Linked DNA regions of Mus musculus: all the other regions are linked to region 3. The links are chromatin contacts, called in public HiChIP or PLAC-seq and promoter capture Hi-C maps. All regions are on one chromosome and are shown on one strand. The core of a region is the stretch at or near the end of the contact, and the rest is flanking DNA. Distances in the headings are between cores, read along the strand shown.

Region 1 (5,711 bases), core at 1,638-4,137, 320 kb before region 3:
GTGTGTGCGTGTGTCTGTCTGTGTGTATGTCTATCTGTCTCTGTGTATGTGCATGTCTGTCTGTCTCTGTGTGTGTGCATGCCCACCTGTGTGTGTGTGTGTCTGTCTGTCTGTGTGTATGTCTATCTGTCTCTGTGTATGTGCATCTGTCTGTCTCTGTGTGTGTGTGTGCGTGCCCACCTGTGTGTGTGTGTGTGTGTGTGTGTACTGTCTGTGTGTGTGCGTGTGTCTGTCTGTGTGTATGTCTATCTGTCTCTGTGTATGTGCATGTCTGTCTGTCTCTGTGTGTGTGTGCGTGCCCACCTGTGTGTGTGTGTCTTTCCGTCTGTCTCTCTTTCTCTCTGTCACACACACACACTCACACAAAGGATAGAGAAACCAAGTTTATAAAGCACCATCAGGACCAAGGTGATTAAAAAAGAGGAGTGGACAGAGGTTGGAAGTGAGGCCTCCATAGCCTGTGAAGGCTCTTCAGGCCCAGGTTAGGGAAGCTGGCTTGAACAAGAGGTCCCTGTGCCCTGCATCGAAATGAGAGAAAAGTCTGAGGGGTGTGTGGGTAAAAGGCAGCCCTGGTCACACTTTCTTACTCTGTACCTTGGCTCCACTGGGCAGCCCAGAAGTTCCTTGATGGGCTCTGCGGGGCCCTCTGCCAGCACCCCTAGTGTGTGCCAGGAAGGAGCCACACCCAGCTCGCCCACCCAGGAGGAGGAGGCCCAGCAGGCAGCTCCATGAGGTCATCCAGAGGCTGGGGCAGAGTCCGGTGCTTAGGGTGCCCAATTGGAAACCTAGAATCAGAAAAGCAGAAACACACCCAGCTTTCTCCCCAGGGCCCCGTGGGTGTGGGAACCCAGAGGCCAGCTGTACTTTCACAGAAACCAGCCCTGGGGGTGGGGAAGAGGACAGCCCCATGCTATACAGCCAAAGAAACTAGGGCCCAAAAATTCCAGCCAGTGCTCGCTGAAACAGAGCCTACCCAGACCCCCACACCTCTGGATATAGTCATTCTGTGTTTATCAAGATAATTCAGCCCCAAACCTATCGTGTTCGGGATTCTGTTGAGGTGAGCACCTGCCTGGGACCACACAGTCACTCCAGATAGTAGTGAAGTGCTCTGCCCAGGGCTGTGCTCTCGTACAGCCGTGAGCGTGTAGCTCTCTCCGTGGCCTGGGTGGACACGGAGGGTTACTCAGTCACTGGCCTACAGAAGGTGTAGTAGGGGAGGGACCCATTGTGTGACAAGATTGAGATAAAAAGCACAGTCCTTCCTGCTGTCTCTCCACCCAGTCTGGGTAGCAAAGAGTGGGCAGGCTTAGAAAGTGAATGGAGGCCTGTTCCTGGCTGAGTATTTGATTTGTGTGCTCTCTCTCTCTCTCTCTCTCTCTCTCTCTCTCTCTCTCCCTCCCTCCCTCTCTCCCCTCTCCCACCTCTCTTTCTCTTTTGCTTTTCTTTAGAGAGAGATTCTCACTAAATAGCCAAGAAGCTACAATGAACAAATTCCAGGCTACCTTCCAATTTACAGCCCTGCCTCAGTCTCCTGAGTGCTGGAATTACAGGCACAGGCTGTTCTGTGCAGTATGTTTTGGGGGCCTTTACTGTGCCTCTCAATCCAGGGGGCAGGATTTTCCCCTTGCACTGTCCCCTTCCCCTCCCCTTCCTTGGAAGGTTTTGAAGATGAGGCCTGGAGAGGGAAAGGGGGTGATTGACAACTGGTCTGTGAGACAGATGGGGTGATTGGTCTGTGCAGGTGGCTCTGCCCCCTCCTGTTCTCAACATGGTGTGCTTGTGGGCACCAGCTGTGGTCATCACCTCAGCTTGTTAGGAGAGAAGTCGAGATAGCCTGAGAGCTAGCCTGTGCACCCAGAGTAGTACTGGCTTCCCGGGAGCCACCAACTGGGGACCATGTACCCTGGGGACTGGGTTGCTGATAGAGCTCAGATATGGGTGCCGAAAGGGCAGAGGGCCACAGCGCCTCAGCCCTCCTGCGTTCTCACCGAGTGTTTCAATCCTGCCCTGTCTCTCTGGGGTTTCTGCAATGGGAGAGCAGGCAGGGGTCAGAGTCTACACTGGAAACAAACTGGAGACTCAGAAGCAGGGCCCAGGAAGGAGGCACCTTGGGGAGGGACAGGACAGACAAGATGGTCCCCAGAGACTTGGAGACACAGCTATAGCTACTCACCCAGGGCACGCTGGGTCTGCTGTGTGTGGCTGGGATTGGAGTGTGCACCTTAGTGAGGGGATGAAGGGAGGAGAGATCAGAAGAAAGGAGCGGGTTGCTGTCCTACCTCCTTTCCCTCAGTGGAGGTGAGCGGATTAGGCACTTGGATGTAGAGACGTCTATGGGGTTGGATGTATGTGGCCACCCAGGAGGAAGAGGGCCAATGTGCCTTGGTAACCAAGTCTGGAGGAGACAGAGCCAGGTGGTCGAGTGGGAAGACAGTGGTGTGGTCGCTGTCCCTTCTGTTCTCTTGGCTGGCAGAGTCTAGACACCAGCTTCCCCATACCGCATGTGTCCAAACCCCTTCCTCATCTGAAACGTCTCTCTCCACAGCCTTCCTCTTTCCCTTCACACCCTCCTGGACCTGCGGCAAGTCCACAGCCACTCACAGTCTTGTGTCTGAGCCTCAGTACACCAGGCTAGCCCGGGGTTGAAGCCCTCTCCTCAGAGTTTCTTTCCACCTGTCCCCATCTGAGCCTCATCTTCCACGACACCCATGACTTACACGTGAACGATTTGGTAGAGGCTGATCCAAGCTGTGTCTGGGGATGGAATGCAGATCAATCCAATGTGTCACTGGAGCACTGAGCACAGGGGCAGGGTGGTCGGGGGGAACAGCCAGTGGAGTCCAGGAAACATGAAAACACCCCAACCTGAGCCACCCCACACCCATCAGGCAACTCTGTCTCAGGCACTTCCGCAGCCCTGACAGGAAACCAGCCGCAGTCTCAGCCTCCCGCCATCTCCGAGGCAGCTTCTTGTTTCCCACTTGCCCTGTGCCACCTCAGAGTTGTGGTCCCCGGCTCCACCCCCCTAAGCTTTCCCAGGCTGCATCCCAGCAACTCAGACAGGGCCGGGATGGTGGATATGATTTCAAAACTGGTCAGAAGGCAGAGCCGGGCCCTGCGGGCACAGGTAAGTTAGCAGAACTCGGGAAAGGCTGAGCCTCTGAAGGGGCGGCCTTCTGGGTTTGGAGCCGCAGTGGGTCTATGCCGCACTCTTTTAGGAACTGATTATAAAGCTCAGAACAGGGCATGTTGGGGAAGAGGGGGGGTGTCAAGACATTCTTCTCGGAGGCCTTTTCTGTCTAACTTTCCCGTCTGTCCTTAGAAGGACAGACAGAGAGTTCTGAGATCCACAGCGTGGATGGGGCAAGAGAGACGGGGCTTCTACCACTGTGGGCAAGGGAAGGGAATTGAAGACAAGGGGCCCAGGACCATAAAGAAGTGAAGGGGAATTTCTTGGCTCAGTTCTCTGACCTGAGGTGGCAAGGCCTCTTCCTCTTCCCCACTCCTGTACCCAGAGGTTACAACTTAGGAGCCCTTGATACTATTTTTAGGCTATGGCTGCATGCAGGTCTCCAGAGTGGGGGCCTGCCATGTTCCCCTGAGAGCACAGTGAAAGAGCCTCTGCAGCCTCAGCAGCAGTGAGAACCCAGCAGAACCAACCATGCTAACAGAGGAGAGCTGCCTTAGCCTGCCACCCAGGCTGGGGGTGTGGGGAGCTCACAGAGAGCTCTGGAGTTTGAAGGATCATCATGGCTGCAGCTTGCAGACCACCTCAAGGAATGGGGGTCTGCCTGTTTGCCTCTTTGAGGGTCCCTCTCTTTCATCCCAAGCATTTGGTGTCTCTGGGGCAAGCCTGTCTTCCTCCTGCTCCCACCTTATGATTCTGCATTGTCTCTTCTTGGGGTAGCCCTGTCACTCCAGGGACCTAAACCTCCCTCCCCCCCTCTCTCTCTTCAGTATCCCCCATACCTGCTGGTGTGTCCTATGTTCGAGACCCCTGTTAGCTCCCATAGCCTGTCAAGCATAAATCCCTGCTCCAAAGAGCCCAGTACCACGTCGTCATCGCCCTATCACCCATGGACCCTTCCAACCCCAGGCCTGGAATAGGCAAGGCCACAGCCCTGGTGTGTCCAACTGTGACGCAGGAAGCGCATCTGTCCTCTCTGTCCCCTGTCATTATGGTTTCTGTCCTATCCCTTGAAATCTCCTGAGCGCTGTGGCTCAAAGCCGCATCCCAGCTATCCCTTTCTCACATTCTGTTCTGTGTGAATGTGCTTATTTCTGGCATTTGCCACAGAATTGACTTGCCTATAAAGCCGTGTCTGAGAAGATCTGATATGGGCTTCAGGACATTGCTTCACCTGAAGGGGGCCCCCGTGGCACTGGGCACACCATCCTATGTCCTACTCACAAAGAGATGCATGCCCAGTAGGGACTAGGGAGATGGCCCAGTGGGTAGAGCGCTCACTGTGTAACCATGACGCCCAGAGTTTGTATCCCTGATACCCATGTAAAAGCCAGGTAGGTGGGCATGGAAGTCTGCCTGTGATCCCAGTGCTGGGGAAGCAGAGATGGGATCTCTAGAGCAAGGTGGCTAGCTGGACTAGCCAAGTCAATGAGCTCTGGCTTCAAGGGAGAGACCCCGCCTCAATATGTAAGGTGGCATTTATGTGGAGTTAAGTGGAGGAAGAAAGCAGTGTCAGCATCAGGCCATACGCATAGATGTGTGCACGCATACAAACATATACATACATATACACACTACATATACACAGAAGGAAAGAAAGAAAGAAAGAAAGAAAGAAAGAAAGAAAGAAAGGAAGGAAGGAAGGAAGGAAGGAAGGAAGGAAGGTAGCCAAGTAAGGTAGGTGGTCAGCCACCCAGCCTCCAAGGCAGCATGCCACTGGACCCGAACAAAGTGATGAGCAGCTTAGATCTCTCTCCAGAGAGCCTGTGACTCGAGGCTCCCCAAGAAGCAAAGTTAGAGTGAGCAGGAAGGGAGAGAGAGGAAGTCAGGCGAAGGGAATAGCCTCCGGAAAGGCCAGGAAGTGGCTGGGGACCTTCTTCTGGAGAGGCAGGGGAGCAGCCTGGTGCAACCAAAACACAGGATGCCACATGGGGTTTGGGGTCAGGGAGAAAGGAGAAGTGGGTGGAAGTCTGTCTCCACCATGGGATCCTAAAGGGGTAACGGAGGGGAATTGGTGGGCTCAAACCCTCTGCATCCCAGGAACAGGCCAATTTGGCAAAACTGAGACCTCCATGTCTCACCAAGCCTCCATTTTTTTAAAATTATATTTTATTTATTTATCGGGTGCCCATGTGTGAAGTAAGAAGGTAACTTGGGCTGTCAGTCTTCTGCCTCCACCAAATGGGTGCTGGAGTTCAAACTCAAGCTGTTAGGCCTGGCATCAAGTGCTTAAAGGCACTGAACCCTCCCGCCAGCCTCCGGCTTTGCCATCTCTCTCAGCAGTGCCCGACACTAACACGCCGCACTTACCACACCTGCATGCACCACACCTGCCTGTGGACCCTGGAGGCCGCTCGCACCAAGCTGGGACTTAAGTCCATTTGTTCTCTGCTGCCTGGCTCAGTTCCTGCCACAGAACAGAGTAATCTTTGTAGGATGAGTGACCGGGGTTGGTGGCGGGGTGGTGGTGGGGTGGCGGTAAGATTAATTTATTTGTATGTGTATGAGTACAAACACTCAT
Region 2 (5,590 bases), core at 2,257-4,756, 340 kb before region 3:
CTAGAATAGTCACGTAAGCAGTCAAGCAGCACTGGCAAAGAGTGACATGGGACATCAGTGGGCATGGGGTTCACTTAAGGATTCAGTATCTGACCTGCTTTCCAAGGGATTAGGAGGGTAGCACATGTGGGCGCCAGCTGCTGACAACTCAGCCTCTCTGGGTTCTGTCCATGGCACCAGCAACCCCCGATGCTCTCTCCTCAGGTGTGCTGAATGCAGAACTGTCTTCCATCAGAGCTGCCAGGCTGTGGTGAGGAAGGGCTGTCCCCGATGTGCCCGCCGGCGCAAGTACCAGGAACAGAACGTTGTCAGTTAACCCCGCTGTCCCAACTTTCTGGGGCCATCCATCTGGGTCTGTCATTGGCCTAGGCTTCCTCTTCTCCCTATAAGGAAGACTCTCGGGTGTGCCCAGAGCTCCAGCCTACCGAGAAGGCGCAGGAAGTCCCAGTGATGCCCGAGGCCCCTCACAACCCTTCTGCTCCAAGAGGGGATCCAGCAGGTGCCTCTGCCCAGGGCCTGGCTTCCCCGGCTGTCATGGCTCCTCCGTTAGGGCTGTTCATGTGTACACTGTGGGAACGAAGCCTGGTGAGCATTGCCACCATGCTCCTGAGTAAAGGTCTAGTTTTTTTAAGGCAGGTTTTTTCCCCCTTCATAGTTAAACAGAAAATATTTTTTTATTCTTGACCTACCCAAGTCACCCAAGAAATACAACCCTTCGCCCGACCAGATGGGTGAGAGCAGCCCCAGCCCAGGCAGGCATGGAGCTGGGTGGACAGGCCTCTGCTGGGTTAGCCTATCTGGACTGGGTGCTTTGCCTCTGCCCTTTCTGGCACATACTGCCAAGAGTGCAAGTGTCATGTGCCAAATGGCCTGTCATTGTGAGGCTGGGTTCTGTGGCCACCTTTCCCTCCACTCCTCACGTTCTCACCTGTAAAGCGTCCCTCCCTCTGTTGGAGCTCTTGGCTTACCTAATAGCTGTGAGTACAGCACAGCAGGAGCAGGGGGTGACCAGCACCAGCACTGTCAGCACTTTGAGCCTTCCCTGCTCAGGAAGGCCATGACCTTGCCCACCTCATCCCCATGCCCCCTTACCCTGCAGGGTAGAGTAGGCTAGAAACCAGAGAGCTCCAAGCTCCATCTGTGGAGAGGTGCCATCCTTGGGCTGCAGAGAGAGGAGAATTTGCCCCAAAGCTGCCTGCAGAGCTTCACCACCCTTAGTCTCACAAAGCCTTGAGTTCATAGCATTTCTTGAGTTTTCACCCTGCCCAGCAGGACACTGCAGCACCCAAAGGGCTTCCCAGGAGTAGGGTTGCCCTCAAGAGGCTCTTGGGTCTGATGGCCACATCCTGGAATTGTTTTCAAGTTGATGGTCACAGCCCTGAGGCATGTAGGGGCGTGGGGATGCGCTCTGCTCTGCTCTCCTCTCCTGAACCCCTGAACCCTCTGGCTACCCCAGAGCACTTAGAGCCAGGGGCCTCAGGTGGAATGGAGGGTCTCCCTGGAAATGTGCCTGTCCTGTCTAGAGGAGGTTACCCCACCCTCCCTGAGGTGAATGAGCTGAGTCACCTGAAGCTTGAATTGTGCAATAAAACATAGGAGTAGGAAGGCAGATGGCAGAGGCTGCCAAGAGTTCATCTGTCCGTCATGGAAGACAGCGCTCACCAGTGGTTGAAACACCAAAGCCCCCAGAACCACCCAGTGTATCTCTATCTGCACCCCCGAGCTAGCATTAACACGTCCCCCAAACTACAACCTGATCAGAGCCTCCTTTCCTTGTTTTGGGATCCTGAATGGGCAAGAGTCTGTCCCCTGTGGGCCTGTCACATGAGGGTATTCCAGAACCTGTCTAGGAGATGGAGCCCTCCCAGTGTCTGGGCTGCGAGCATAAGAGCTGGCCCTGTCCTTGACTAAGCGACTGACTGACTGCTCAAGTGAGAGACTTGCCCCCACCAGAAGAGTGCTCACGTGAACCTCAGCAGTGCCCACACTATTGGAAAAAATGCTATTTTATGCAATATTCTGACAAGTGAGCCTTGGCAGTGCAGAGGAGAAACTGCTGCTGTGTGGTATTTGAGTGATTTTGCAGTAAAGAGCTGGCCTTTCTAAGCAGTCTTGTTTCTGAATCTCAATCATTTGGCTCTGGGGAAACACTACCTGGCTCCCCTTAGTCCTATGCACTGAGCATTTCAGGGTCCATGGAGCACACTTGCCTGACCAAGCAGCGAGGGAGAAGAGGTAAGTGAGGGAATGTAGGCTGCGGGCGCAGGTGGGTGCCTTTCTCTCTCTCTCTCTCTCTCTCTCTCTCTCTCTCTCTCTCTCTCTCTCTCTCTCAAACACACACACACACACACACCCTGTAAAAGCAGGACTCTGGGCATGGAGAGAGGCAAACAAGGAAACCGGGCCCTGGCACCTACACTCACGGATTAAAGACTCCAGAGGCCTGTCTACTGCTAGCCTTCCCCAGGAGCTCCAGGAGAAGCCCCCACCCCCACCAAACACCCCCACCCCCCACTGCCCCTGTTAGGACAAAAGAAGGAAACAGATTAATTCCTAGGGAAACCAGGTTGCAGAAAAATGGGACAGAAAAAGACAACATCCAGGGCTTCGTTTCCTGGCCTTGAGCGCCCTCAGCCAGTGGGTGGGTGCTCCTTGGCCATCTTTGAGGCAGGTTCTCAGGGCTCAGAGCAAAGGGAGAGGAACTGGATTTGGAGGTTGGGGGTGGCAGGCCCGGGGGAGGCGCCTGGCACTTGCGCTGCTGCTGCTGCTGTCTTTGGTTGTCTTTCCACCTTCAGCACAGTGCCTCTGAGGGCAGTTTCCCCTTTCCCCTGTCTAGAGGGGGATGGGCAAACTGGAGTTCTCATCCCCAGAAAGTGCCTCCTATAATGAAAGGAACAGGTTAATAAAATACATGCGCTCACCATCGTTGTGTTTAGTGTCTATTTCGTTTAACCGTCCCCACAAGCATGTAATGGGAGTAAATTGAGACTCATGGGTACTCCCATGTCTATACAGGCTAGCTTGTGGCACAGTTGGGCATCAGGTTGCTGTATGGACAAGGACCTGGCTGGCTGGCAGAGTGACTAGGGCAACTAGGAAAGGACAAAGGTAGAGTGGAGGGAAAGAGCTCACCCCTTCATTTTGTGCCTTCCCTAATGGATCCTAAGATACCCACCTCAGTGTGGACTTGTTAGTGGACAAAACTAGTCAAGTCAAAATATGGAAAAAGGAATTGGTGGAGGGCTGTCCAGCTGAACCCTTAGCCCTGCGACACTAGAGGAACATCGGCCTAGTGGGGGTGGGGGGCTCCCTTCTCTGCTCAGCGGCCCCTAATGGAGCATCTAGTTGAACCCCACTCTTTCTTGGAAGCCAGAGAAAATAAAAACTGGGTCTTGCCTTTGTCAGAAGTGTTCACAGGCACACCTCAGAGTGCTAAGGCTGCTTTCCCAAGAGGCAGGTAGTTTCCAAAATGGGAGGATCCCGCAACTGCACTTCGGCCGCCTGCAGAGTGGCCGGTGACTTCCTCCGACAAGGATGAGGGTCAGTGGGAGTCTAATCTGGTCAGAAGCTGAGAGAAACTGCCTCCCCCGCAGATCTCCATCCAGGCCCTGCCACCGCCTCCTCCCCGGAGACAGTCAGGTGTGGCCCAGGATCCTGGGGAAGAGGGGGGAGGGTGGCGTCTCTGCTCCTAGAGCGCTGGCCCGGCCCAGAGGGGACAGGAAGCCAGGACACCGGGGATTGTCTCTTGCAAGCACAGCCCAGTCCCGGCTTGGGAGGAAGTTCTGCCGAGCGCTCTCCGCCGGTTATATTGTTGAACAGGAAACAGGGCATCGCCGGAGCAGGGCTGTGGAGCAGGCAGCTCCGGACGCGGACCCCACGCGCGTCTGCCGGGACAAGTGGAAGCTAGGCCAGCGGGCGAAAGTTCTAAGGTGCCCGGGCCGGGCTGGACTGAGGGGGGAATGGCGTTGGGGAGGATGGCGCTGAGTATTGGGAGGGCGGGAAAGGTGCCCCCAGGTGGCCGTCCCCACCCTAGAGCCCCGCGCACCGCCTGCCCTTCTCGCTGCACTGGGGCTAGAGCAGTGCGAACCTGGAGGAGGGCCCGGAGGCCCAAACCCCGGGGAGGAGCTTTAGGTGTAGGGCTGCCTTCTGTCTGGGGGCGAGAGGTGAACCAGCCGAAGTCCCCCAGTGCTGACTTAGATATTGGTGACGCTATAGCTAGGGACGACCGGGAGCAGAAGATACAGGAGACCTACTGGCTAAGGGCGCCTTCCTCACCGCTCTCGCATCCCTCCCCTTCTCTTCGCTCACCCCAGATAATGGAAGGATCTGAGGCACAGGTCCTCTTGTCACACAACCGGAGACACAGCACTCCCCTGTCTGTGAGCGTCCCTGCAAAGGGACTCTAGTTTTTCCAGGCCCGGACAGGCTGCTCCCAGAGAGAGCCTCAGAGGGCGGAGGTGCTCCCGGAATGGGTAGTGCTCTTAATCTTGCTGTGAAGGGCTCACAGTTCGTGATTCAGGGAGCAAAAGGCCCCGCTCGGAATGTGCATGCCAGGACAAGACAGCCAACTCCGCCGGGCATTCCCAGAGCATCGCGCCCGCGGAACGCCAGGTCCTCTAGGACAACAAACCCCTCTGAGCGTTGAGGGGGTGGGGGGGAGCAGGGCCTACTGACTCTTGGGCTCTGCTCGCCTATCCATCAGCACCCCTTCCACTCAGCCCCTTCCCCATGCCTTTTTTTTTTTTCCTGGAGACCTCAAGGGCTCCAGCACAGACATTATGGCTTCTCCGCATCCTCTCAGACAAGCTGTATTGGGGACTAGGAACAGCCCTACTAAGTGTCGGTCTCCGCCTCTCCTCCCAGTGTCTCCTGTTTCGCGCTGTTTCTTCAGTCTCGGTCCTTGGAAGTCCCTCCCACAGATATGGTAGAGGCCTAGTCTGCTTCCCTCCGTCAGCCCCGCCCATGGGCAGCCTGAGATCCTCCCAGCTAACGTGAGTGCACGGTTGGGGTCCTGGGAAAGGGGGCGTAACCCAAGGGTACACACTTCTAGGATTCTGCTCGGCCAGCTCTGGTCTGCCATTTTACCATCTCTCGGGTCAGGATGCTCAGTGACTAAGTTTACACCCCTTCCATCATCAAGGAACTCTTGAAAAAAGAAATCAGCCTTAGCAAGACGGTGGACACCCCGCTGCTGGTCCCCAGGCCACCTTGTAGGGCAATAAACGGAGTGGTCATTGTAAGGTTTTGGAGTGACCAGTACTTCCGGAGTAGGCCACCTGCTTCACTTTGTTGAAGACACACAGTTGGGATTGTTCACGCGCGCACACACACACACACACACCAGGCACCAGACAAAACTAGCATTGGTGGGGGGGGGGGGGGTCGCGTTATAATGATCACTCCAAAGAGATTTAGAGGACCCTGGTGACACTGTTGCAATGCATTCCCTAGAAGCTACCCCCCCCCCCCCGGACAGGCACTCCTTGTAGGGAAGGACCCCTAGGCAGGTGAAGAGACCAGGAAGCCTCTTAAGAGGCTGCCGAAGAGCTGGCGTGCAGGGGGCGGTGCTGGCCCTAATGGGCGGGCCAGA
Region 3 (5,622 bases), core at 2,722-5,221:
CAAACATACACATCCCCATATGCAAAACAAATAAAAAATTTAAATGCAACAATTTAGGGGGCTGGGTGGAGAGATGGCTCAGAGGTTGCTGAGTGTTCACAACCATGTATAAGTTTAGGTTCAGGGAACTGAAGCTCTTTTCTACCTCCCTCAGGTATCTGCACACGCATTCGCATGCACATACACATAATTAAAACATTTCCAGCTAAAATTAAAGACTTAAAGAAAGAAAGGACACAAGCAAGAAACAGTTCAAAAATAAAAGAGGCTTCCGTAATAAGCCGGAGGGTGGCTGGTCTCTGTGTCTCAGCAATGTAGGTAAGAAAGTCTGCTAAAGGTGCACAAGCCTGACGGACAGACGGACGGACGAGCCAGCCGCGCAGAAAGGCAGCAGGTGGTGGCACACCTGCAATCTCAGTGCTCCAGGGAGGACACTCAGGGCAGAGAGGAGAAGCACCCAGAAGCTTGAGAGCAGTTAACCTAGCACGCGCAGCGAGGCAGAAACAATGGAAGACTGCATTAACAAGAAGGAAGGCGAGAACTCAGCCCCCAACACACACACACACACACACACACACACACACACACACACACGATTTATTGTCCAAAGTATGTATGTAAAAAAAAAAAAAAAAAGCTAAGACTGGAAATGTGCCCACAACCTTAGAACTAAAGAAGAGAAAACAGGAGAACTAGAAATTCAAGATTTTTCTCAATACAAAATGAGTTTGAGGGCTGCCTGGGCTACAGAGACCCTGCACTAACCTTAGGCCAGGCACTTTAAGATTTGCCTTCACTTACTAACACCTACTACGCACTAGGCAGCTACAGGACATCATCCTTGTTCTCATTTAATAGCCCCTGAGACGTGGAGACCTAGACACACTCAGTAAGTTATCAAGACATATTATTTATTGCTGTAATAAAGCTTCAAGAATGGAGTTTGTAAAATTAACAGAAGGCAAGCTGGGGAAAGTTGGGGGGAGACATAAAGAAAGAACAGGGAAGGAGAACTCCACCCGAAATGCTCCTTCCTCTCTACCCTCAGAAGCAACCGTGGAGAAAGAAACTTTCCCAAGATCACAACTACTGCGTACCTTAACCAGGTTTTAAAATAAAAGGTTTCATTTTGTCTTTGTAGATGGACTCTCACTATGTAGTCCTGGCTGGTCTGCTACATAGACCAGGCTAGTCCTGAACTCTCAGAAATCCACTTGTCTTTGCCTCTGGAGCACTGGGATCAACGGATTGTACCAACTGGTGCAATTATAGGTAGAACACACCTATAATTCCAGCACCTGAGAGGCAGCCGCAGGTGGATCTTGGTGAGGCCAGCCTGATCTACAGAGTAAGTTCCAGGGCAGCCTGGGTAACACAGAGAAACCGTGGGGTGGGGTTGGGGGGAGTGGGTGGTGGTGGTGGTGTATTGCACCACCACACCCTGCTCAAAGTAGGTATCAATGACTCCAAAGTTCATACTTTCCCAAGGGTGATGCTGTCTCCTTCCAAAAACACTTACTCTGCTTTGATAGTTAACGGAAAATGCTGGTTCTATGCATCAGAAGGAGCTCCTGACTAGGTCCTTCATTTGTCACGTGCCACCTGCAAACTACTTCATTTTCACGGACCCCTCGATTTGGCATACTAATATAATTTGCTTACTCAAACCATATCCTGTAATAAAACACCCCCCCCCGGGGTGGGGGGAGGTCACCCCTAAAGATTTTGGGAAAAGGGAGCTATCACTCTGTGGCACCACAACTAAAACAAAGAACTTCCTGGCAAACAGGATTTTCTTGGTTTTCATGCTTGTGACTGAACACCAGGGCCTGCAATATGGTGAGAACGTGCTCTATGGCCAAACTAGATCTCAAGTCTTGGCAAAGTTTTGTAAACTGTGGTTTTTTTCAGCATACAAACCTATTAAAAAAAAATAAAATAAAAATACTGACATCGGTTGGGGCAACATTTTCACAGAGAAAATTAGAGCAATTATAGAATGAACAAAGAAAAAGTTGGACTTCCACTTCTGAAGGGACTTTCACACTCAGCCCTCTCATCTGAAAGATTTCTCCCTCAAGAGGCCTGTCCTGTGTTCCTCCAGTGCCTACTTCCTCCTTCTCAGCTCTTCCATTCTTGGGAATAGCTGTCTTAAAGGAGGCTGTTACACTGGATCTGCTGTGAATTACAACCACAGAACAGTCGTGAAATCAAGGCTGGCAAGCTTTCTTCTCTGCCACATTCTTGTGATTTTTGTTCCCCCCCATGCTGGTGAGAGAACAAGAGGCTGGATTTTTTTTTTTAAGCCTAAAACTCACCACAGTCAGATTACTGATCATTTAATCCTTTGCTCAGCCATCTTTAAGACAGAGGAATAAATAGAGTGTAGCCAAAGGTTACAAACTTCTATCTTCATCTCAACTTTAACTGGGGCTAGGGGGAAGCTAAGAGCTGCCGGCTACAGCTAATGGCAAGTTGGCTATAACAAAATCTGGCTATAAAAACCAAACTACCACCAGGCAGTGGTGGCACACGCCTTTAATCTCAGCACTTGGGAGGCAGAGTCAGGTGGATCTCTGAGTTCGAAGCCAGCCTGGTCTACAAGACAGCCAGGGCTACACAGAGAAACCCTGTCTCAAAAAACAAAACAAAACAAAACAAAAACAAAAAACAACAACAACAACAAACAACCACTCAATCACACACCCACAAGTCTCTACACAAAAATATACATATGTATACATACATACATACATACATACATATTGGGTGGGGGCGTTAGAGCAGCAGGAAAATAATATGAACTTAAATACATCATTTTTCGTGACTGGCTTACTGATGTACTGATTGGAAAAACAAAGACAAATACAAATTCTCAAATATCTGGCCCATTTCTTCTTCTCTACTAACAAAAGACTGAAATTACTTATAGTAAGACCCTGACCTACACAGTGACCTGTAACAGTACTAATCCCCATACCCGAGAGACAAGAACATCACCCCAAGTTTGGAGTCAATCTGTTCTACATTGTATGCCCCAGGCCAGCCATAGCTACACAGTAGAACCTGTCTAAAAAGGCAAAACATAACGAACAAAAAACCCCAGGGAGACCCTAAAGTACAAGACGTGCAGTAGTACCCCACAAATACCACATGTTCTCCAAGAAGCAACATCAGTTTATTGAAGCTTTGAGGCCCTTCACTAAATTAACAAAGTGAAGGTACAATGAAATTGACTCTTCACCGATTATTTGAGGCAACAGACACTGAATAAATCAAAACATCACATCACTAATAACATAGGATCATAGTGAGTTTATATTTCGGACTTGTCTGGCAGTTATATTTTACAACATAATTATATGCATGGCTTGTATAGCCTAGTGAATTTCCTCATTGAGCGTGAACTACAACGAAATGTTTTATTATTAGTTTATGGCTAGTCACGTTTCTCATACACCTTTATAAGTAACGTTCCTTCTGAACCGCAGCTTCTAGATTGCTCTGCATTGTACTACTGAAATCTACCGTTCAAAATGTTCTTTTCCCCCATCGTGCCTAAAGCAAGGGAGTGGTACACTAAACAGAACTTTTATATAATAAAAGTATTGCATGTCTCCGACCCTTAATATCTGAGCACCCATCCTGGTAAGTGACAAAGACAAAAACCAATCGCTAGGTAGGATCTCAATGGCTTAGCCAATAAGAACATGGGGGTGGGGTTAGACTAAGCTCCCGGTGACTTCCCCGCACCCCAGATACCCAGCTTGTGGGAGACCGGACAGGAATTGGGCTACGATGATCTCGTTACCTCCTGTTGTGGCTGTTGTCCTCCTCGTTCTCGCAATCGCTGCAGTGCTCATGGCCGTTTCCATTCCCTTCCATCATCAGTGGCAACGAAGGTGCCGGCAGCTTCACTGCTGTCTCACTCTCATCCGCCATCTTGGGTTGCGAGAGCCGGACTCCGCGCCCCGCTACATGGAGGGCTCCTATTGGACAGAGGAAGTACGCGCTGTATTCTGGGTTTTGTAGTTTGTGTGAAGAAATCTGCCACTAAGGGTGGCTTGTTTTCAAAAAACTGTACCGATGTGGACTACAAAACCCAGAAATCATGAAGGGACGCTGCCTTGGGAGGAGCGGGCAGCAATTCCGGAAGCCCCTAGGTTCGGCCGCCCTCTGAGACGAAGGGCGCTGTACGCCTTATAGGGTGGTCGCGGGGCACGCTGGGAGTTGCAGTTCCATGTTGAATTAGAGTTTCGCAAGTAAAGGGCTTGCAAAGTCCAAGGTTTTCAGGCCGCCCTTGGTAATCAACAGGCCACAGATGAGCCGTTATCGGCTAACGTTAAGGACCGTTACCATTCCTGGGTAAGTGAAAGACACTGAGGTTCATGGCTGCGATTCTCCAGGAGCTCAAATGCCCTTACAGAGGACTTTCCTATAGGTTTGCTCTCGGCTGCCTTCCCTACTCCAGCCTTTAGGGAGACCTGGGTCTTTGGAAATCTAAAACCGAGAGGCAGTGCATTGAGGTGTGTGGAACACTGCCCCCGAGCCAAAGACTTGATTGCTTGCAGGGGAGGCTTACCATTTCTTGGCTTCTAATTTTGCACTGCGCTCTTCTTCACATTTCCCTTTGATTCTCCTCTAGAGCCTTCCATAACAAGTCTTTTTTTTTAAGATTATGATAATTACACCATTTCCCCACTTCCCCTTTCCTTCCTCTAACCCCTCCCATATACACCCCACCTTGCTCTCAAATTCATGGCCTCTTTTTCTTTAGTTGTTGTTACATATGGGTGTGTGTGTGTTTTCCTAAATATATAAATATAGCCCGTTCAGTAAGCATAATGTTGTATGCAAATGATTTCAGGGCTGGTGTGCCTGGGAAGAACTATTTCCTCCCCCATTTTTAGCCTTCCTTAATTGCCTGTAGTTCTTAGTCTGGGGTTGAGGCCTCACGAGCTCCCCTACTCCCAACACAAGACTTTAATGAGCACTTACACGCCAGGCTCTGGCGTAAGACTTTTTGTACCTGAATTCCTATAATTTTAACAAGCTTAGAATGTGTTATGCCATTATTATTCCTTTTTCACAGATGAAAAGACTGTTCCAGAAAAGTTGGTACATTGTTTGTAGGCGGCAAAATCTGTCTATAAATCTGTATCTACCTACTCTGTGCCCTCTGTAAGGCTTCACCGTCACACCAGTCACACTGTTGGATCCAGGCAACTTCCAAGGACGAATCAGTTATAGCCAGGTAAATGCAGCATCTATCTTAGAATTGCCTAAATGCTTCTGTCCCTCTGGGCTTTGTCCTGTAACTAGCTAGTCTAATCATAATCCTGAGAAGATTGCCCAAAGACAAGGGCTTAGAGCCTTCCTATTTGTGCTGAGTATGCTGGGTGGTGAAAGACTGGGTCTTACCATCAGAGAGCTGCAAGGCCGAAAAGGGAAATGACCTTTGCCTTGGTAAAACTGAACAAGGGAAGAAGCAATTCCTTTTCTGACTCACAGAAAACAACAAGAGCAACAACAACAAAAAAGAAACTGCAGAGCTAAATATAGCCAACTCATCTTACTTGAGCGGCAGGCCCAGAGAAGTAAGACTCCAAAGATGCAAACACT
Region 4 (5,644 bases), core at 186-2,685, 280 kb after region 3:
TAGCCAGAGGCCTCACACAGAAAACCCAAATGACCAGACAGAACTGTTGACGCCATTCATTGTAAGAGAAAATGAAGACTAGGACTATATCATACATGCTCCAATTTATCAGTTTGCTAGAATAACAAGGGGCCAAGGAAACAGAGTGTGTGTATGTGTGAGTGTGTGTGTGCATGTACATGTGTGTGAGTGTGTATGTGTGTGCATGTACATGTGTGTGAGTGTATGTGTGTGTGTGCATGTGTGTGTGTATGTGTGTGTGTGTGAGAGAGAGAGACACAGTGAGTACATATGAGTGTATGTGTGTGTGTGAATGAGTAAATGAGTAAAAAATAATTTGGCCACACTGAAGAAAATTATAAATGTAGGCACCCTCTGACCCAGTGTCGCTACCTCAGGACTTTATTACCCACTACACATTGATTGTAAATACTTACTCACTGCAGCTAATCTGTGTCCATTAGCAAGAAACAGGTTAAACAAAGCACTGCAGATTCAGGCAATGGTATATTCTGTAGCCAAAGATTGGGGGGGGGCATTTAAAGACGCTTTTTAGTAGCAGTTATAAATTATTTAAGGTATACTGGGGGAAGCAAGAAGCCGCACATGGAGCACCATTTGCCCCAGGACGGAGGTTAAAACGGTCGGATGTGCTGTGTGAATGTATGCGAACTGGAGGATGGATGTGGAATCCACTTTCACTTTAAGCCTTTTGTAGTTCTTGAATTTTGAGTGCAAGTGCATGCTATATATGTATGCATGCTATATTTATAGTGCCATATATATGTATACATGGATATCTAACTATGGAAGGGAAGTGAGAGTCCCGTTAACTAGCCCATAATCTTTCTACTTCTGGAGAGCGAGGATTACAAGTGCGCGCCCCACCCCACTTAATTATTTTAAAAATGTGAAAGTATCCGTTTCTTTCCTTAATTCTTATACACACGAATGTGGGGCTTTATACACACAAAGATCCCTGATTTAGGTCAATCCTTGCAAGGCTCCTCACAGCCCAAAACCAAAATTCATTGCTTCATTACCCTCCCCCTGCCCCACCCCCTTACAGCTTTCTCAGCTCCACTGCAAACCCAAGGCCATCCCAGGCCTTGCTCTGCGGCACACCTAGGGCATCTGCTGTCTGGTATCTCTTGTACCTTCTAGGAAAGGGACAAAGGCATTGGGGACTTCAGCCTTGACTCCCAGATGCACCCTCATCTATTGCGCGGAGTCTTTCCCCATCTGCCGCACAAAGGCGAAGGCACAAAGGGGAAGGCATCTTTCTCTGCTCTCTCACACTGCTATTTCCTGACCTCAGTTTCATCTGCTCAGGGACAGGGGTTCTTCATGGCTCTACAGACTCTAGGGCTGAGTCTTCCTTGTTCCACTGTTGACTCCATGACCTAACCCTGTGACTCAGAAGTTAGGAAGGATCTGACAACATGCCAGGCATGTCCTGTAATCCCTAGGGAAGCTGGGACATTGGGACAATGAGGTCAGGGCCAGCCTGGGTTACACAAAGAGAATTTGTGGAGGGAGGGAGGGAGGGAGGGAGGGAGGGAGGCAGGGAGGGAGGGAGAGACTTCAGTTCACACCACTGATGGGCTAAGAAATGAGGACTGACTAAGGGTGTGGGCGTGGGGCACTTGCTGTATTGGACTGACTAAGGGTGTGGGCGTGGGGCACTTGCTGTATTGGACTGACTAAGGGTGTGGGCGTGGGGCACTTGCTGTATTGGATGGCCATGTGACACACAGGTTTGTCAGGGTTCTGGCTCTGCAGATCCTGGGAATTTGAAAGTTCACTGACCAAAGTAGAGAAGGAATTCAGCTCAGGTGATGGATTCAATGGCCTCTCAGACTCTTTCTTTTGTTCTGTCTGTCTGTCTCCCTCCCTTCCTCCCTCATTCCCTGGCTGCCTCCCTCCCTCCTTCCTAACTTCTGAGCTTTTAGGACTGCAGGTAATCAGAGATTCTTTGCATATGTCTGAGTATCCTTGATGGCCCATGGTTGGGATTAACCCCAAGGCTTTTTACGGGGCAGGAAAGTGAGGAAAGCTATGGTCTCCTTCCTCAGCCCTTGGATTTTGGAGACAAAGTCCTACTGTTTAGCTCAGGTTGGCCTTGAACTCGTGACTCTCCAGCCTTGGCTGAGGTTACAGGTGTGCACCATCATGCTTGACTCTTGCCATTATAGATTCTGATTCTGCAAGTATGGATAGAAGTCCAGAAGCCTGCATTTATTTAAAAAATATTGGGGACCTACTTTGTGTCTATGTAGTTGGTGTATGTGCACATGTGTTTGGGTGCATGTGCACTTAAGTACAGAGAGGCCAGGGAAAGCCTGCTCTTTAACTCTCTACCTCATTCCCTTGAGACGGAGCCTATTACTGAACCTGGAGCTAAGCTGAAAGGACCCTCACAGTGCTGAGGTTACATGCATGCACCCTCACAGTGCTGGGGTTACATGGACAGTTATGCCAGGCTTTTCTTATGGGTGCTGGGGATTCAAACTCAGATCTTCACACTTGCCCAGAAACTGTTCTTACCCACTGAGCCATGTCCTCTGCCCCTGGGACTTGCATTTTTGGGGAACCAGGAGACTCTGATGACTCTCATATATATATGAGTTTCAGAAAACAGCCTTTTGCTCTCCAAACACTTTTAAGTCAAAATCTTCAGTTAAAGACCACTGTGTAAATACGGCTCCAGTGACCTCTTCTCTGGGCTGAGTTCCCAGAAGAGTCTTTGCCAATGGAGCGAGCTGATGATCAGTGCCAACTCTGACCAGCAGGCCCCTGAGGGTGGACTTTGGCCTGTAACCAGCCACGGTCCTCAGGAATCAAAAGGACTTACCTGGTACAGTGTGAGCTGCCTAACAGTGTTGGAGCCTCTGGGTCTCAGAAAAGAAACTTCAGGAAAGGATTTAGACAGATGGCAGCAAGGATGAAACTTCCCGAGACACAGAAACCTTCCATTTTGACTACAGTGGGGGAGGGAAAGGTCTGAGGAAGGACGCCAGCACACGTTCCAGCCCTCGTAAGGCTGCACCGCAACCTGTATCTGTTTCTCTACATTAAATGTGTACAAGGAACTCTGTCCTTCCTGGTTTGTCTTCAGATGCCTTACTGCCACATCCCAGTGTGTGGGTAACATAAGTGGGGGTACCCTATTTTATACCCTATTTTAAAGGGAACCAGAAGGCTCTGGGCCTGGTGAAGAGGTTACAATTTGGAAGAAAACAAGGCTGGACCAATAGCCATGACTACAGACTCTCGAGTTAGCTGTTCACACTTTGTCCTTTGACCCTAAACTGAACTCTGAAGATTCTAGTCTGACAGAGCCTAAACAGAGCAGTAGTTTTCCTGTCCTGTGAAGGGAAGCTGTCTTAGGGTTTTACTGCTGTGAACAGACACCATGACCAAGACAAGTCTTATAAAAAACAACATTTAATTAGGGCTGGCTTACAGGCTCAGAGGTTCAGTCCATTATCATCAAGGTGGAAGCATGGCAGTATCCAGGCAGGCATGGCACAGGCAGAGTTAAGAGTTCTATGTCTTCATCCAAATGCTGCTAGTGGAAGACTGATTTCCAGGCACCTAGGATGAGAGTATTAAGCCCACACCCACAGTGACACACCTACTCCTACCAGGTCACACCTATTCCAACAAGGCCACACCTCCAAATATGTGCAAGAATATACAAACCATCACATTCCACTCCCTGGCACCCATAGACTTGTACAAACACATGAGTCTATGGGGGGCCATACTAAAACATAGCATAATGCAAATGCATTTAGTCCAACTTTCAAAGTCCTTGTAGTCTATAGCAGGCTCAGCAATGTTAAAAGTTCAAAGTTCAAAGCCTCTTCTGAGATTCATCCAGTCACTTAACTGTAATCTCCAAAGAAGGACAGGAAACCAGCTGGGCAAACTCCAAACTCTGCACCTCCATGGCTGATGTCAAAGCAGTCTTCAGATTCCACTCCTTTTTCCTCTTTGTTGATTGCAACAAACTGCTTTCTCCTGGGCTGGTTCCACTCCCTGTTAGCAGCTTTCCTCAGCATGTATCCCATGGCTCTGGCATCTTTTACATCTTTGAGTCTCCAAGGTAATTTCAATGTTACAGCTTCTTGTTTCAGTGTCTGGGATTCCACTTCATCCTTTTGGCTCCTCCTAAGGGCTGGCATCACTTCTCCAGTTCTGCCCTCTGTAGCACTCTAAGCTCAGATTGATCCACTCCACTATGGCTGCTGTTCTTGGTGACCATCCCATGGTACTGACATCTCCAATACACTAGGGTGTTCCACTCCAACTAGGCTTCACCAATAGTCTCATAGGCTCTCTTCATGGTGCCAAGCCTCAAATCATTTGCATGACCCCTTCAGTCCTGGGCCATCAACTACAGCTGAGGCTACATCTTCCCCAATGGCCTTCCATGGCCTCTCACAGAGCCAAGTCTCAGCTGTTCTTCATGACTCTTTCATGTCTTCAAAACCAGTACCACCTGGGTAACTTTTACACATTACCAAGTCCAGCCGCAGCACGAGGTACAACCTTGACTATCTCTGGAACACAGCTTCTTTGTGCTCTCAGAAAACACTTCCCAGAAGATTTCACCTCAGTGATACTGGTCTCTTCTTAATCATTGCTAATTTCTTAGCTCCAGCTAACCAGCATCAATTGTCCCAGTAGTTCCTTCCATTCTTAACTCTAGAACCAGAGCCACATGGCTGAAGCTGCTGAATTCTGCTGCTTGCAAGAACTAGAACATGACCCCCTTGTCTCCTGGGATTAAAGGTGTGTACCACCATGCCTGGATCTAAATTTAGCTGGATAGGATCTTGCCCCAAGGTCCCACTCCCTTAATCTGTTATCTCCTAGAACAAAGGATTTTGCTCCATTTCACTCCCTGGTACTCCTTTAATACTAGAACCATGTGTTTCAGATTTCTCCTTTCTAAGCTTGCTATGCTTGTTCAAACTTCTCTTCATAAGACTTAACCAGAGAACAAAGTCTCTGCTAGGCTTTTTTGAAACTTCCTTTGTCAATGCAATTAATCTGACTCTCTTCACCTTAGTCTCAGGCAGACTTTTCAGTCAAGGGCAAAAAGTAGCCACATTCTTCACCAAAATACCACAAAAACAGTCTGTATGCCACATTCTGAAATTCTTCTCCTTTGAAATCTCTTGGGCCAGGTCAACACTCCCAGCAACAAAGTCTTCCATATTCCTACTAGGATGACCCATTAAGCCCCATTTAAAGCATTCCACTGTGTTCCAAATCCAAAGTCCAAAAATCCATTCTTTCAAATAAAAGCATGGTCAGGCCTATCACAGCAATACCCCACTCCTGGTACCAACTTCTGTCTTAGTTAGGGTTTTACTGCTGTGAACAGACACCATGACCAAGACAAGTCTTATAAAAACAACATTTAATTAGGGCTGGCTTACAGGCTCAGAGGTTCAGTCCATTATCATCAAGGTGGAAGCATGGCAGTATCCAGGCAGGCATGGCACAGGCAGAGTTAAGAGTTCTATGTCTTCATCCAAAGGCTGCTAGTGGAAGACTGACTTCCAGGCAACTAGGGTGAGAGTATTAAGCCCACACCCACAGTGACACACCTACTCCTACTAGGTCACAC
Region 5 (5,352 bases), core at 750-3,249, 380 kb before region 3:
CAGCTAATTGAGTCATTGGCCAAAGAGGCCCATGGGGATCACCAAACAACCCAAGTTGTTGCCTAGCCTATAGGTTGCTCGCCACAAACCAACAGCAAGATTCCACTGCTAAGACAATACCTGCACACCTCACTGAACCTGAAGATGCTGAGTAGGTGCCTAAACAGAGCCTTTATCCCTATGTTCTGGTGTCTTTGGTACAAGAGGGTACTTTGCACACTACCAAATGTGAAGCGCGAACACCAAGCCAGCTGCAACCCCTGCATAACAATGACGTACTGCCTTTAAGATATGTTAGGGCAATGGGGGCGCCAAGCTTATGGGAGAAACCGACCAGTAACGGATTTGACTTAAGGCCCACTTCACCAGGTGGAACCCATACCCAACATGCTTGGGGTAACCAAGAACCAAAGACCAGATAGCCCAGGGACCTAGGGTAAAAGCAAATAAGACTGGTGTCTTAGTTAGGGGTTCCATTGTGGTGAAAGACACCATGACCAAGGCAACTCCTATAAAGGAACACATTTAGCTGGGGCTGGGTTACAGGTTCCGAGGTTCCGTCATTAGCGTGGCAGCAGGCAGACAGGTGTGGTGCTGGGGGAGGAGCTTTTTTTTTTTTTTTTTTTTTTTTAAGAGTCTTGATTAGAAGGCAACCCAGAGGGCTGGAGAGATGGCTCAGTGGGTAAGATACCCAACTGCTCTTCCAAAGGTCCTGAGTTCAAATCCCAGCAACCACATGGTGGCTCACAACCATCCTTAATGAGATCTGACTCCCTCTTCCGGAGTGTCTGAAGACAGCTACAGTGTACTTACATATAATAAAAATAAAATAAATTAAAAAAAAAAGAAAGAAAGAAAAAAGAAGGCAACCAAGAGACTGGGCAGAGTTTGAGCATATATATGTTTGAACATATATTCAAATATATATTACCTCAAAGCCACAGTGACATACTTCCGCTAACAAGGCCACACCTCTTCCAGTAAGGCCATGCCTCCTAAATAGTGCCATTTCCCATGGGCCAAGCACATTCAAACCACAACTGGTAAAAAGAAAGAAAGAAAAGGAAAAAAAAGACATAGTGATAAAATGACTCCTAATGACATTTGGGTACTCATAGATCAATGCCTTGTTCAGCCATCATTAGAGAAGTTTCCTTCTACAGCAGATAGGGAACCCCAAGGGAGAGGTGGAAAGAGTGTAGGAGCCAGAGGGGATGGAAGACACCAAGAAAACAAGGTCCTCTAAGTCAATAGGAGCAAAGTTCATATAAACTCACAGAGAGTCTTTTCTTTTACAGTCACCACCTCTATGGCCCACACCTAGGTCCTAGGTTCCCTTTTGGGCACGGTCCTCAGACCTGCCCAGCCTGCCCTTTATTAGTCACGGTTGCTACATTTGACAGTTTTCTTCCGCGTCTATTCCGAGAGACAGCTGTCATTTTCTGTAATGGAACAAAAGCAATTAAATAGTGAGAAGACAAAAAGCAGGTCCTCTGGGCTTCATGCCTCAAAGGGCTGACCGCAGGCAAATTAAACTAACAGGTCCAAGAGAGCCCTCAGGGCGATCACGTGGTATGAGACAAGTCAAAACAACTGTTTCCTGGCTCCGGAAAAACCAGACCTGAAGGTCCCACTTGGACCCAGGATCCACTTGCTCCCTCCACTACTAATGCCCTTAGGGAAACATACGGGTTAATGGCGCAACAGGGCGCATTTTCGGATTAAGGGGGCAAACACGACAACCCCAAAGTTGCACAGATGCGATTGAGGGGCAGAGCTGCGGGACGCAGAAGTCCCGAAGCTCCAAGGGTCCAGCCTCTCTGCGCTACCCAGAGCCAGAGTAGCGAGAGCGGCAGGATCGCTCACCTGAGCCAAGAAGCCCTGCAATCCGGGGCAAGGGAAGAGCTGACGGCCCCGCCCCTCGGCTCCTCTAGGCCCAGTGATTGGTTTTTGAGGACTGGGGGCGGGGCCGTAGCGAGGAGCCGACGTGATGGCGTCAGACGCCGCGCGCCGCTTCCTGTTGTCAGTGCCTTTGGAGCCGCAGCTTCTGCTCGGAACCGAGGGGGGTCTCGCTTCGCCCGGAGCGCCGCCACCTGCTCCTGATCCCTTCGGTGAGTGAGTCTGGGGTCTGAACGTGGAGGGAAGCGCGGGGCGGTGATGCGACCCGGCGGTGGGCCCGCAACCTCGCAGCCACTCGCGACCCCTGTGCGCCTGGAGACTTGGGGTGGGAACCTCGGCCCTTCGCAGCCCGGGCCTGCTCCCACCTCAGCCAGTGGCCACCGGCTCTCTCCCCTCCGTCTCCACCGCAGCCAACCTCAGCCCCAAGCCGGGTCCCCTAACCACCGGTCTTGCAAAAGTGTAGCCTCACTCGTGACCCCTCTTTAGCCCAGTTGCAACCCGATCCGAGCGAGCCACATCCCTTCGCCACCTCTTATCTCAACATCGCGTTTATCCCTCATCTCTTCTGAACCTTCCCTCGACCCTCCATTCTGGCTCAATTTCTTATCGCAGCCTGTCGTATCTGGCTCACTCGTCCCAAACACGCTAAGTCTCCCTCCCTCCCATTGACCCACTACTGAAGTTTTCTCCTGTTGAACTTGCCGGTTTCTTCTTGGTTACTGACGTCACAGCTTTATCTCAAGGCTTGTGTGTATCTTTTCTTTACCGATTTTTACCTAATTCCCTAGCTGATCACAGAGGTAAGGTCTCTCAGGCACTTTCCTGTCTAAGACTTAATATTAAACTGTCCCCGACTCTGCTGTAGAGGACTGTCTCAGTTTCTACCACTTCCCCCAGTCCTTTCGTTACTTTAAATTTAATATGCATTTATTAATTCTTTGAGAATTTTATGCATGTACATAATATTCCTGCCCCCTAACATCACTGTTAGTTTGGGGTTTTGGGTTGTTGTTGTTGTTGTTTTTGAGACAGCATGTCACTATTTAGCCTTAGATCTCTCTCTCAGATCACTCACTATGTAGATCAGGCTGGCCTCAAACTCACAGTGTGGGTCACCACTCCTGGTTTTAATCTGTTTTTTGTTTGTTTGTTTGTTTGTTTGTTTTTGTAGGATGGAGGGTGGTTTTGTTTTTTGTTTTTGTTATTGTTTTAAGACAGCCAATCTAAACAGCCATGGACTCCTGATCCTCCCTGCCTCCACCTCCCAAGTGCTGGAATTGTAGGCATGAGTCACCATGCCTGGCTTCCCAGAATTGCTATTAACTAGATCTACTCAACTCCTGTCATTTTCTTCCTTGATCCAGCTCTCTTTCACTTTGAGAATTTAGGGTATAGCTCCCTAGTGGTCATACTTGCTATATTCCTCAACAGCCATGTCTGCTCCTTGTTCAGAGCCCAGCAGACTAAACAGCTAAATTGGTGTGTGTAGGGACTCGGATGGTAACTGAGTATAAAGCTTCTTGGGGGAGATGTTCTTTGTAGTGTCTGATCTCCTAAATGTGTTTCCACAGATGGCTTTTCTGGCATTCCTATTAAGTCATTTGTGCCTGCTGTTGTAATGGTAGGTGTCATTCAAATACCTGGGAGGTGAGAGGTGGCCACTCAACCATCTCATTCATCCTGAGGTAATGGAAACCAGCCCTTCCTTTTGGCTGGCGGTTCTGTCAGTAGAGAGCCTCAGGGAAGCAGTGTGGAGTTAGTTGGTTGTGATCACAGAGTCCTGCCAGTGTGTCCTAGCACCTGTGAGGAAGAATCTACCCAGTGTTCCTTTCTGCATAGCTGAATGCAGAGCTTCCCCACTATTGAACCCAGAAACATAATGGCCATCAGAAGCATGTTGTAAGCCAGGAGGAGTCCTGGGAGGCTGAAGGACAGTACAGGGACTGTAAAATCGCTTCTCTTTTTGTAGGTCCTGGATCACTTAGTCTTAGCCACTGGGGTTTGTAGGAACATGTAAAGGTGAACCCAGTAGTTGAGACAGATGTGTGTCTTTAAGTCCTATGCTCAGCATTTATAGTCCAAGGACATTTCCAACCAGGTTCTAATGGGCTTGCTTTGGGAGGGGTCTTTGGCAGCCCCCTCCCCCATACGCAAGCCCAGTGCTGGAGTTTTAGTCCAGGGCCTTGTATATGTGAGGCAAATATTCTACCACTGAGCTGCACTTCAGGCCCTGTCAGCAAGGGTCTTGAGAGACCATGCTTACCACAGCCGTCTCCTTCTGTGAAGGCTGAATGCAGCTCTGCCTTGAATAGTCTCTCATGATGATGCAACCTTCAGAGTTGCTTTTCACTCATTGGCAGCTTTGTGTACTGGCAGAAATTTCTCAGTAGCCCTACAGCGTAAAGTGTTGTGCCTCAGCTTCCCAGTCTGCTGAATAGATGAATCTGTTCTATATGCCTCGCCTGTATCTATTAAGTCATTCAAGAGTTGAGCTATTTATTTATTTATTTATTTATTGGGTTTTTTTCAAGACAGGGTTTCTCTGTATAGCCCTGGCTGGCATGGAACTCACTCTGTAGACCAGGCTGGCCTTGAACTCAGAAATCCTCCTGCCTCTGCCTCCCAGATGTCGGGATTAAAGCCGTGTACCACTATTGCCCAGCTATTTATTTATTTTTGATTTTTGAGTACTAGTCCTAGGTCCTAGAAGTACAGCAATGAGTGGATTCTTCGAAGTTGTTTTTTTCATTCACTCAGAGCACCCACGTCCTTAGAATCCTATCGCAAAGCCAGGTACAGTGCTACCCACCTGAAACCACAGGTGCCCAGGAGGCTGAGAATGAGAGTTCAAAGCTTTCCCAAGGAGTTTAAGACCTTCCTGGGCTACATAGTAAGTTCAAGGTCAGTCTATGAGACATAGCAAGATCTTGCTCAGAAATAAAATATTTTTTAGAAAGAGTTATTATTATATGTAAGTACACCGTAGCTGTCTCCAGACACACCAGAGGAGGGCATCTGATCTCATTACGGGTGGTTGCTGGGATTTGAACTCAGGACCTCCAGAAGAGGAGTCAGTGGTAGCACACTACTGGGTCCTGCTGAAGGAAAAATCTAAAAGCCAGGCAGAGTTGGCCAGGCTTTGTAATCTCTTCGCTGAGGGATGAGAAACTAGGAAGATTGCTAGAAGTTGAGGCCAGCCTGAGCTACCCAGCAGACAGAACAAAACAAAGCCAAAAGGAGGTAGAGAGAAGAATCCTATACTGTGTGGAACAGGATTGTGGGAGAGTTGGTGGTATTGGGTGAAAGGGAAGTCGGAGGGGAAATGTGTCCAGCGGGGGCAGATGCCCTCGCCCACATGAGAGTTTGGTCTGGTCTCTCATCCTCCAGCAGTATTTAACTTGAAGCTCCTGCTTCAGAAGCGTCTTCTCTTTCCCCATCCCCACCCCGTCCCCA

Evidence for each region. Promoter capture Hi-C pulls out the DNA fragments that hold promoters and counts their contacts. HiChIP or PLAC-seq counts read pairs in DNA pulled down with a chosen protein or histone mark. Capture Hi-C pulls out chosen DNA fragments and counts their contacts.
Region 1: a promoter capture Hi-C map of pancreatic islet shows a contact between it and region 3. The contact joins the promoter of Arhgap27os3 here to the promoter of Nmt1 in region 3. A contact is called at or near these places in 3 of 39 promoter capture datasets (cranial neural crest, neutrophils and pre-B cells), 5 of 115 datasets of contacts at active chromatin or transcription factors (the SCID.adh cell line, bone marrow-derived macrophages, effector CD8 T cells and 2 more) and 4 of 9 other capture datasets (adipose tissue, liver, macrophages and 1 more).
Region 2: a contact with region 3 is called in a promoter capture Hi-C map of pre-B cells, with 4 times the contacts expected there. The contact joins the promoter of Arhgap27 here to the promoter of Nmt1 in region 3. A contact is called at or near these places in 2 of 39 promoter capture datasets (liver and pre-B cells), 3 of 115 datasets of contacts at active chromatin or transcription factors (bone marrow-derived macrophages, memory CD8 T cells and pancreatic cancer cells) and 2 of 9 other capture datasets (liver and pancreatic islet).
Region 4: a contact with region 3 is called in a FOXA1 HiChIP or PLAC-seq map of pancreatic cancer cells. The contact joins the enhancer-like site here to the promoter of Nmt1 in region 3. A contact is called at or near these places in 1 of 39 promoter capture datasets (cranial neural crest) and 7 of 115 datasets of contacts at active chromatin or transcription factors (the SCID.adh cell line, embryonic forebrain, embryonic stem cells and 3 more).
Region 5: a contact with region 3 is called in a promoter capture Hi-C map of pre-B cells, with 4 times the contacts expected there. The contact joins the promoter of Plekhm1 here to the promoter of Nmt1 in region 3. A contact is called at or near these places in 2 of 39 promoter capture datasets (neural stem cells and pre-B cells), 4 of 484 Hi-C or Micro-C datasets (CD4 T cells and CD8 T cells), 4 of 115 datasets of contacts at active chromatin or transcription factors (astrocytes, memory CD8 T cells, regulatory T cells and 1 more) and 2 of 9 other capture datasets (adipose tissue and liver).

Annotation. Positions count from the first base shown.
Region 1 is chr11:103,341,929-103,347,639 of GRCm38.p6, reverse strand. It overlaps Arhgap27os3 (Rho GTPase activating protein 27, opposite strand 3), which reads right to left and starts at 2,887. Exons shown (of 4, transcript NR_045346.1): 1 at 2,721-2,887; 2 at 2,177-2,224; 3 at 595-785. All of the region lies in intron 3 of Arhgap27 (Rho GTPase activating protein 27), which reads left to right.
Region 2 is chr11:103,361,608-103,367,197 of GRCm38.p6, reverse strand. It overlaps Arhgap27 (Rho GTPase activating protein 27), which reads left to right and starts at 3,506. Exons shown (of 18, transcript NM_001205236.1): 1 at 3,506-3,929; 2 at 4,864-4,991. It overlaps Plekhm1 (pleckstrin homology domain containing, family M (with RUN domain) member 1), which reads left to right. Exons shown (of 12, transcript NM_183034.2): 12 at 205-2,923. The coding sequence ends at 316.
Region 3 is chr11:103,026,892-103,032,513 of GRCm38.p6, reverse strand. It overlaps Nmt1 (N-myristoyltransferase 1), which reads right to left and starts at 3,971. Exons shown (of 12, transcript NM_008707.4): 1 at 3,812-3,971. The coding sequence starts at 3,942. It also overlaps a transcript of Dcakd not described here.
Region 4 is chr11:102,745,717-102,751,360 of GRCm38.p6, reverse strand. It overlaps the pseudogene Gm39501. Among named protein-coding and RNA genes, the nearest start is that of Adam11, 13 kb to the left of the region's middle. Within about 2 kb of position 1,435, at least 40 of the 459 cell types and tissues checked have an H3K27ac peak or open chromatin away from gene starts, as enhancers often do. A contact at or near this core is called in the SCID.adh cell line and pancreatic cancer cells, where this site is marked.
Region 5 is chr11:103,409,352-103,414,703 of GRCm38.p6, reverse strand. Plekhm1 (pleckstrin homology domain containing, family M (with RUN domain) member 1) reads left to right here and starts at 1,999. Exons shown (of 12, transcript NM_183034.2): 1 at 1,999-2,111.